Linked DNA regions of Gasterosteus aculeatus: region 2 is linked to region 1. A link is a contact called in public Hi-C data. All regions are on one chromosome and are shown on one strand. The core of a region is the stretch at or near the end of the contact, and the rest is flanking DNA. Distances in the headings are between cores, read along the strand shown. Region 1 holds the start of ssbp4 (single stranded DNA binding protein 4). Region 2 overlaps ssbp4 (single stranded DNA binding protein 4).

Region 1 (4,941 bases), core at 1,264-3,763:
CTTTGTGTAGTCAAGACAGACAATATATTATCACTCTGTGGTACATTTAATAAAATGTATGACGTGATAATCAATTCTCTTTGCAAGATCACAGCTGTGATATTTGTGTCATCCCGGTCCAGCCGGGGCGGCCTTTTTTTTTTTTTTCGAATATGTAAAGAGCCATATGAATATGTAAATATGAGCTAATTCAGTGATGCATTGAGGCAGCTGTTGTGCGCTCCACATTTACAAGGAAACATGTGTCGGCCCTGCGGGGCGGGTTAGGGCGACACGACAGGTGAGGGGAGAGGTCAGGCCTCGTCTATTATGTGCGGACGATACCTACACCTTTAGCTCCCCCCTCCTCCCTTCCCCTCTCCCCCCTCCCACAAGCTCAACACATGGGTGCAAAGCATAGGAGATCTAATGTGGAACAAACGCAAACAATCAACAAGAGTTGTGTTATTCACAAGCAGCCTCGAAGCCGGCGCATTCGTCCCGGCTGCCGGAACACTTTCTTAATCCTCCTCCTACACTTTCATTGCAAATACATGCTGCTTCTGCACTGATTTCACTCCCAATAACACACGGAACATAATCCACACTCCCTGAACAAGCAACTAAAAGCTAACACACCATTTAAACCCATCCACTGCAGAGTTGTAAAAAAAAAAAAAGGGCACATAAGGAAGCCGCGCTAGACAAACAGGTGTAGGAGCTGCCCGACGTCTGCTGATGGTTCAAATGCAATATTAAAGCATCATATTGGTTCAAAGGTCACTCTGCCTGCTGTTCACTCAACCACATGGGACCGTTTTCATTTAGGATTCACTCTGCACACGCAAACACACACACGCACAGAGCGGCTACACTTATCCAATATTCACACGCGAAATGAAGCGCTGGGGGGCACCAGAAAGTGTGCAAAGTCGCTTTCGAGGAAGCTTACACTAAGCACATGAGCGAGGGCCACATCTCTCAGAAAGCTCAATCAATTGAATGTGACACGGCAAATGCGAGGAAAGGGAAAAAAAGAGAACAAGGGCGTCTCTGAGGAAATGTAGTTTGTATTCCAGGTGGAGGAGGTGTGGATGTGCACGGCCTCTCGGGACCTGACAGTGGTCTCTGGATTACAGTTGCCTCTCAGCGGGGACGCCTGCTCGCTCCTCTCACCTCACACTGGCAATTTCTTAGAAATACCAAGCGGCGATGAAGGCTACAGCGATCTGAAGCCCCGGGGATGCGGAGGAGATCCAGATCTTTTGAACACATGCAGGAATATTCTATAGGCAGCGAGATAAGGAGGCAGGAGCTTCAGTGCGCGAGGCACTCAAAAGTTACATCGGTCTTTTTTTTTTCTTCTCTTTTATTCATGTGCTTTGAAAACCAAATAAGGCAGTGAACACATCATCTGCCAAGCAACGAGATGGAATTTCACGGTTTAAAAAAAAAAAAAAATCTCTCGTTTTATTCTTCAATAACGTCCACGCGCGTGCAGGATGACACGCGGCACTCGGTTCTGTGATAGAAGTTTTTGAGATGAAGGTCTCCCCTTTCGCCTGAGCTGAGGCTAAAAAAAAAAGTTTCACCACCGCTACCTGGCTGCAGAATGGGACCCTCCGCCACCATCACCAGACCCCCCCTCCCCACCCCCCAGTCCCGCCAGCCGCCCATCTATCTCCCGGTCGGCTTCACGCAGCGAAACAGCCCTCTTTCATTCCTCGGAAAGTTTACGAGGGGACGAGCCCGTCGTCCAGACCAGAACCCCCCCACCCGCCCCCCAACAGACGCCTTGTCCTACAAGAAACGACATTTTCTTTCCTTTAAAAAAAAAACCCGCGCTTCATCTCCGGTCTCGCGCTGCAGGAGCCTGTTTGTAACATTTTAAATACATTGTTGCAGACCGAAATGTAGCAACGCGTTACAAGATGGTGGAGGGGAGGGGGGCCGAAGAAGTGTGCGCGCCCCGCAACCACCGCACAACATTAAGGAGGATACCCCGTGCAAACGGACAAAACGCAACAGAACCCCCGCCGTGCAAACCGGGAGGACAACTTAAAGTTTGGGAGACGCGCCTGAGAGGAGAGCGCGAGGAGAGGAGAGCGCGCACTTTGCTACAGTACGCCGCTTTTTAAATTACAACTACCTAGTTAAGAAAGTTGGACTCCCCTCCGGTGTGTCGTCCCCCCCACCCCCCCTCTCCATACCCCCCCACCGGCGGCAGCAGCCCCCCGTCCCCTCGCCCCGGAGATAAGCAAGGTAAAAGTCCTTAGGTGTGTAGCGCGTAATTCACTTACTTTTCTCTCGCTTGGCTATCGGAAGGGACGACAGCTCCTTTACCTTTGGCGTACATGCTGGATTCTGTTTTAAGACTTTTGCCCCACTCAACACCTGTCAAAGAAAGCAGCCAGGAAAACGCTCCATCTCCATAGCTACCCCTTTAGTGTTTTTCCTCCCCACCCCTCCCCACTTCTCCTCCTCCTCCCCCTCCTCCTTCTCTCTCCTCTCCCTCCCTCCCTTTCTATTCTTTTTTTTTTTTCTTTTTTTTTTTACATCTCCAACATTGGCCACAAATCAGGCACAGTTTCTATTGGGGGGACTTGAAACCGTCCTGTTGGATTTTTTTTTTCCTCCTCAGCCGCTGTTCCGCAGACCTGCTGCTACTCCCTCCGCTGTGCAAACGGTGGGGGCTCCTTAAAGGGAAACACACACTACTTGTTTACTGACCTCAGAAACATGAGGAGAGAAGGGGGGAAAGGCATGCCGGGTAACCAACCATAGCCAGCTCTTTTCTTTTTGGGAGGCTGGCAATAGTCCTAGTGCCCCCCTTCTCCCCCCCCCCCCCCCACCAAAAAAAGACATTCCAGGAGTCCAATTAGATTTTTTGACTTTGACTCACCAATGAGGACGCTACGGTCATTTATTGAAATGTTTTGCACAGATGATTGGGGGACGCGTTATTTGCTGTACTGGTTTTCAAGTAGTCAGTTGTTTGGAAATGACCCCAAAAAAAGTGCTGCACCTCATGAGCTTAAAAGATTGTATGAAGTCAAATATTTTTTTTTTAAATGTTGGCGCTGTACCATATAGTCCAATTGCTTTATTCACAACATTGACATCAAATTCAGAATCAGTATTGATTAGAAGCTGCGCAACTATTTTAACGCAGTGTTTATGCACAGTTGCAGATAAAATAAAGATTAAGTAAATATTCATTTATAGAATTAAAAGGAAGGAGTCACATTTGTTAAAGGAGGTTGGTTTATGCAGATGAAGACCAAGCGTAACTAAAAACCTGGTGAGACTATTTAAATTAAACAAAATGAGCAGCCGTGGTGGAGAGAGGACAGCCAATCAGGAAGTAGAGTCCTGCGTCTCCTGTCACAGATTGACCTGCGTAACGAGGAATTTCTACCTGCCTGAAATGCACACGCATACCTCCTGGCCGTAGAAAGAAATGTAATAAGCTCTGCGAGCTGCAGTTTGCCTGGTATGTTTTCGGCATTATAGCAGCCTATGGCCTCAAGAAATCCTCAGCTGGTGTCTGAAGAATATTTAGTTGAAAGGAATAATGAGGATAGGGTGGTTCAAGGATTATTACCAACTCACTTCCAGTCCAATCTTTTAAAATTGCACAGTTCAACTGCCTGACAACAGAACAAAAAGAAGAAAGGAATATCCTAATTCCAATGATGAAATACTCCAACAAAGGCAGTTTAACTTTAACACGATTAAACGTCGGAATGAAGAAATAAAGATAGTGTTAAAATACTTGTTTTGTATTTTGGCTAGTTTGGTTTTAATCTGACGGGTTTTGCAGAATTATCGAAAATTAACGTTCAGCATTGGGTTTTTAATGTCAGTTCAACAGATGTTATCTGTGGCCAGCTACAAACCTACAACCCTGTGCAGAATGTTTGTGTGTACCACTGTATTCTCGTCCCCAGACTGATCCCCCAAAAACTATGGCGATAATGCAATTAGGGAACACCCACGTCTGCAGCAGCAATACATCTAAACCAGTTGTGTGCAGCGGTTTAATCTCTGTTCTAAATGTGCGTGCATCGACCGGCAGATAGACATTCCACCGGAGTCAGTGTGATGGTGACCAATTCACACCAGGATCACCACACATTTCCCACCACAGGGACGAGCTATTTTGGACCTATTTTCGACAAACCCGGTGACCCGTGGCATCCCGGGTCTGTTATTCCTCTGCATCCAGCGACGCATTTTACACACTTGACTCAGACCCTGATCTTGATGCCGGTCATCCGCACTAGTCAATAGACCCAGTAAAAAAAGTGAAACGATCACCAAATGTTGACCCGTGTTATTCGGAATAGCTCAAAAAATGTTTACAATATGCATCACTGGTGCAAGTGTTAACAAAATGGTGTGAGCATTGGGCCTCTGAAACCTTCATTGATTTTTGTTTATCTCAGTGGGTGTTTGCCTGATCATATTCACTGACTGCGGACAACGTTTATGCACCTTTTTTTCCCACAATAATTTGACTCAAGCTGACAGATAATCATGCTGGTTGTCTGGTCAGAGCACAACCAACCGCAAAAAACTCCCCCGAGGTTTATTTCACTCAGCCTGCTTTTGTGAGCAGCAAAGGACATGAACTTTTCATATTAAAATTAATAAAAAACATAAAATATGAAGGGTTTTGATGCGGATCCAGAAGCAAGGGCGTTCTTGGTTAACAAGAGAGAGAGAGGCCTAAGCAGGCGTCTCCAGAGCCAAGTCATAGACTCACTGTTCTGCCAAGAGAGCGTTCGCCCCGCAGTCAGAGCCCAGCTTCTACTCCACGTCTCACGTCTCTCTCACAGGGCCACATCCTGATGAGATCTTTAGCTGATTGTTAGCTAAAAGAGGATTTGCTTATTATTATTCATTCCAACTCTTGACACCCCGGCGACCCCGAGGGCAACCCACTTTCACCGGCACTCT
Region 2 (4,941 bases), core at 1,515-4,014, 50 kb before region 1:
TGTCTGTGTGAGTGAGTGGTGATGAGTGCGAGTATGAGACTCCCCCCCCCCCTTTTCTTTTTTTCACAGGTGAAAGCAGGATCTCCTCCTCTCAGGTGCTGAGTGTGTGCATGTACACTATTGTGTGTTGAAGGGGGCTGCTGAGGGCTGTTACTTCAACAGGTGTGAGTCTAACATCACAGTGAAAAGCTAAAGGATTAGGGGATTATCCATGCGCAATATAACCTGACACACACACACACACACACACGCAGACGCACACACACACATTCTCTGGTTTACATAATTTTGGTCTCACTTTTTCTGGCAAATACGCATTAATAGATGCATGTACACACAAGAAGGCTTCCTGTGTTTATTTAACATTTCCGTTTGAACACGAGCTTTTAAATAAATGTGCTAAACTTGTTAAATCCAGTAATTTAAGTAATTGGTGAAAAATTCTAGTGCCTATTTACACATCATTTTCAGGTTGAGTAATGGAGTAATTGTTGCATCAGTAACGCACAAAGTCACACATAACTGTCTACACACCCTGGACAGACACCTGCATCTATCCAACTTCTCACACACACACACACACACACACACACACCTTTTAAACCCCGCCCCCTTTCTGTCACTTCCCCCCCCCCCTCACTGTTGGCATGGCTGGCACGGCGGCGCTCCGACAGAGCCGAGCACCGGGAACCTGTGGGAGCTGCTACGCTGGGAAAACAAACACGGCTGACTGACAGCTTGAAGCAACGTGCGTTCGCACAGACACAGGTGCAACGCCGCCAGCCCCCCCCCCCCCCCCCCCCCCCGCAACCCCCTCACACCCCCTGCACCCGTCCTGCCAGGAGAGATGAGCTCGCACGTCCACGTGAAAACAACAACGCTCATAAGCAGGATAAGTGGTCTTCGATGGACTCACCTCCCGTTATACGGGTCTCAGCACGAGTGATGTCACAAAAAGTGTGACCTCAATACCAGGATATTGATAGTGAAACGTCAGGAAAAGCAATAAAATAAAGTCCATGGACCATATCTATATTATATATGATATTAAATGTTTTTATGGTATGCAGTAATCTGACTTAATGGGATTTCTTTGATAGTTTACTTGACATCTGCCACCAGACATCACTGGTCAATAAGCAGACGGGAGGATTCCAAAACAAAAATAATTCTTTGTGGAATTTCTGTCAAATGTCGATCACGGGGAAGCTGATCAAATCAGGACGACGGCACACAAACCGCAGGAGGCCGCGTGCGGCGCCAAAAGGGGCACGTCAAGGTTGATGAATCTCTGCCGTTTATAAAGTTGAACTAAAACACCTGATCCCACCCCCCCGTGGAGTCCTCCTCATTCATGCCCTAAAGGGACGCGGGCCGCTTCATTGATCGCATTCATCTCGCCGTCGTGAGAACGGCTCATCTGAGCAGCGCTGGCGTCTTCAATAGAGCCACTTATTAACCAGCTTCCCAACACGCGGCCGGCTGGTAATCTATTCAACAATCTAGGAAGTGTTTATTCAGTTGTGCACACAGTGTACTCGGGATGACGTCTGTGCCACTGCCTCTCCGTGTGAGTGTGTGTGTGTGTGTGTGTGTTTTGGGTGGTTGACACCAGCTGTACCGGCTCGCTCCGTCTCTCAGCAGGTTCACACCGGGGCTAATGCAGCGCTAGCTCCGTTGTGACCTCAGAGGTTATTGTTGTTGACGTGCCAGTCTGAGCGTGTGCGCGTGTGTGTCTAACGAGACACCCCTGCCGGGTCTGGTTGCACTGATCCAGCTACAGCGGTCTGCTTCCCCTCCACACACACACACACACACACACACACAAACACAACCTGGTCTTAGGACACAGTATTTACTGAGATTTCCTGCAGCAGATCCGTAACCCTCCTGACCCCGGCCTTCTGCAGCCGTGACCTCATCCTTAACCAACTGTCATCCAGAACCAGGCCTCAACCTTCAACAGTACATCTGGTGGGGACCAGCTTGTCGTCCCCAAACGGAAGTTAAGTCCCCACAATGTGACTGTGTGAACAGTCGCTGCTCTGTGGGTAATACACAATCACACACACACACACACACGCACACACGCACACTGGCGGCGCTCCTCCCTTGATCCTCTCTATAATGTGCCATAATGGAGCATCGCTCCTCTGGCTGGGCCTCCCTGGGCCCGCCTGCTATTACGTCTGAATGGGGCAGCATATGGCCTTTATGGCCATACTGTTCTCTCCACAGGTCCCCGCAGAGAGGGAGGGGGGGGGAGAGAGAGAGAGAGAGAGAGGGCGTTTCAACTGCCACAGAGGTCTACGCAGGGCGAGTTTGAAAAGTAGCTTTGGCCTGGAGTGTGTGTGCGGTACGTGTGTGTTGTTTGTGTACACGTGTAGCAGAGGGGGAGGAGAGGGAGGAGGTGGGGGACACGGGGAGCGTTAAATGAAGCAATTAATAAAATCATTTTCTACCCGGCTAAGGAGATAACAGCTTGGCACAGTACCACAAACCCATCAACACAACACAACCCCCCCCCCCCCCTCTCCCCCCCCACCACTCATTTCAGCTTGAGGAAGACCCACACCGCCGCCCCTGATGGACCACTAACACACACACACACACACACACACACACACAGAGACTGATCCTTTTACAGCTGCCTACTGCCACTAGAGGGCAGTGTGTAACTTCCATCAAATTACTGGACACACACACACACACACACACACACAAACAGGGAGTGAGAACACAAAGCACCCTGCATCACTGAACACAACAAACAAAGCCGGGGCGGAACAGCTCCACACACACACACACACACACACAAACGCACACACACAAACGCACGCCCTGAGCGCACACTCATTGTCATTCCTCGCTAACATTCCTGAGAGCGCGGCGGTCTTCTTCTGCTAGCTCATTGTGTACACCAGGGGTGTTTCCCTCCCAGAGGCAGGAAGGCCGCGAGACGCCGACAGCCATTTCCCCCCCCAAAAAAATTATCCGTGCACATCCGTGACACAACGCCCCCCCCGTTTTGTCCCGCCAACACTGCTGAACGCTGGAGGACGAGCAGAGACACCGCGGAGACCTTCTGATGAGCGTCTCTCGTCCGCTCACCGATCAACCGAAACCTCCTGCTTTTGTCGTCCCACCCAGACGCCGAGATTTGACATTTGACCCACAATGAATTTGACACCTGAACAAACAGCCATCGGCCGTGGCTTCCATCCTCCCTTCCACCTCCGAGTCTCACCTCCGATGAGCACATCAGAGAGCAGATGTCCCCCTGATTGGCTGGCGTGTCTAAGCTCTGAACAGCTTCTCAGATGCGTCTTTGATAGGCGGGTTGCTTGTTGTTTAACGTGTAATCAAACTTAATCTTCTTGTTGTGCTTTTTTTGGTTTTCTCCCTGAAGAGCCACAATTACCTGCAGGAAAACACGCTGCCCTTGACTTTTGTTTTTTTTGTCAAGAGGCGCCTTTCCCAGTTTAGTAGAGAGAGGCTGCCCCACCCTAACTGCTTTACAGACCTAATGGAGCGCATTAAGTTTTCGACTAGAAAACGTTTGTCGTGTGGATCAGAAAACAAAGTCAACAAAGGCCTTATTTGACCGGCGGATTGCATAAACGTCTAAAAGAGCACATTTGATCTGATTTTCTTTCCCTTGGTTGGAAGCCGTACTCTTGATTTATGCAGCTTTCTCCCCGATTTAGTGTCCTTCACATTATTTTAAAATCTAATGTCCACATGTAGACATTCTAATAGGAACCGCCACGTTGAGTTCTGCAGACGGGAGTCGAATCCATCAACTCGCCACGATTGCCGTTAGCTGTCGTTCCTGTGATAAAAAAAACCCACATTTTTTTGAAAGACTTTGTGACGTCTCAGCGTCCTCGCTTCTACCCCCCCCCCCCCTCGCTTGTCCTCCCCAGAGGGCCGTGATGCAGCAGCGATGGACTGAGAGGAGGGGAGCACTACAACCCAATATGAAGAGACCCTCCCACCAAACACAGCATTTCTGCGCCACCTCTTCTTCTCCCCCCCACCACCACCACATTTTCTCCTCCTCCGTCGGGTCTCACGTCTCTCTCTCCGTCCACCTTTTCTTTGTCTCTACGGATCAGCGAAGCGCGCCCTCCTCCTGCACCCTCTGCCTCCATTTTGCTCCTGCAACGTCCCTCCTTTGCCCCCTCATCCCTCCCTCTCTCTCTCCCCCTCTCTCCCAGGACCGAAGCCAATAACAGTGTTGGGGTCACTCATGTTAATTACAGAGCAAGTGCAACGGGGAAGAACGTAATGCAACACACACACACACACACACACACACACAGTTCACACGGAGCAGAGTTGGTGAGTAAGCATGTGTCACTGAAGCGGTGTGTGTGTGTGTGTGTGAGAAAGTGCTTCAAAGACACGGGAGGTGGAGAGAGTGAGGAAAAGTCACGGAGAAGGACGCTAAGCGCACTAAGGAGAGAGGTGGAGGAAGGAAGCAGACAAGGAGATGAGAAAATACCAAAGCAGGATTCTGCTTCAGCGGATAAAAGCCGTCCACAATCCCACATCCAAAACACGATAACCATTGTTGAGTCTTCCAGAGGAGGTGGAAAAGTGTCCCTGTCAGACGACTGACCCCCCCCCACCCCCCCGTAACCGAGAGCAGGGAGATGAGAATGCGAGTGAAATCTCAACGACACGAGAGGGAACGATAAAAAACAAACAAATGGAATGAAGAATCTGCTTCATCTGAATGAATAAATGAACTGCAGGAAACTCGGCAGCCTGCATTTTCAGCAGAGACCGCAACCATTAGTTCACCGGGGAGCGAGCGGCAGCTACCTGAGCCGCGCGTGTGTGTGTGTGTGTGTGTGCGTGCGTGCGTGTGTGTGTCGGCTCGAGCCCAAGTTATAGCACGCTACAGCGCATTAGAATATGCTGCAGTTCTGGCAT

What was found. A called contact is a pair of places that touch in the nucleus more often than the background predicts.
Region 2: a contact with region 1 is called in a Hi-C map of liver, with 2.1 times the contacts expected there. The contact joins the enhancer-like site here to the promoter of ssbp4 in region 1. A contact is called at or near these places in 4 of 6 Hi-C or Micro-C datasets (liver, skeletal muscle and tail fin).

What each region holds. Positions count from the first base shown.
Region 1 is chr8:19,015,436-19,020,376 of fGasAcu3.hap1.1, reverse strand. ssbp4 (single stranded DNA binding protein 4) reads right to left here and starts at 2,513. Exons shown (of 17, transcript XM_040184287.2): 1 at 2,280-2,513. The coding sequence starts at 2,335.
Region 2 is chr8:19,066,099-19,071,039 of fGasAcu3.hap1.1, reverse strand. The region is part of intron 5 of ssbp4 (single stranded DNA binding protein 4); the gene reads right to left. Among protein-coding and RNA genes, the nearest start is that of fkbp8, 15 kb to the left of the region's middle. Within about 2 kb of position 2,764, at least 7 of the 9 cell types and tissues checked have open chromatin away from gene starts, as enhancers often do. A contact at or near this core is called in liver, where this site is marked.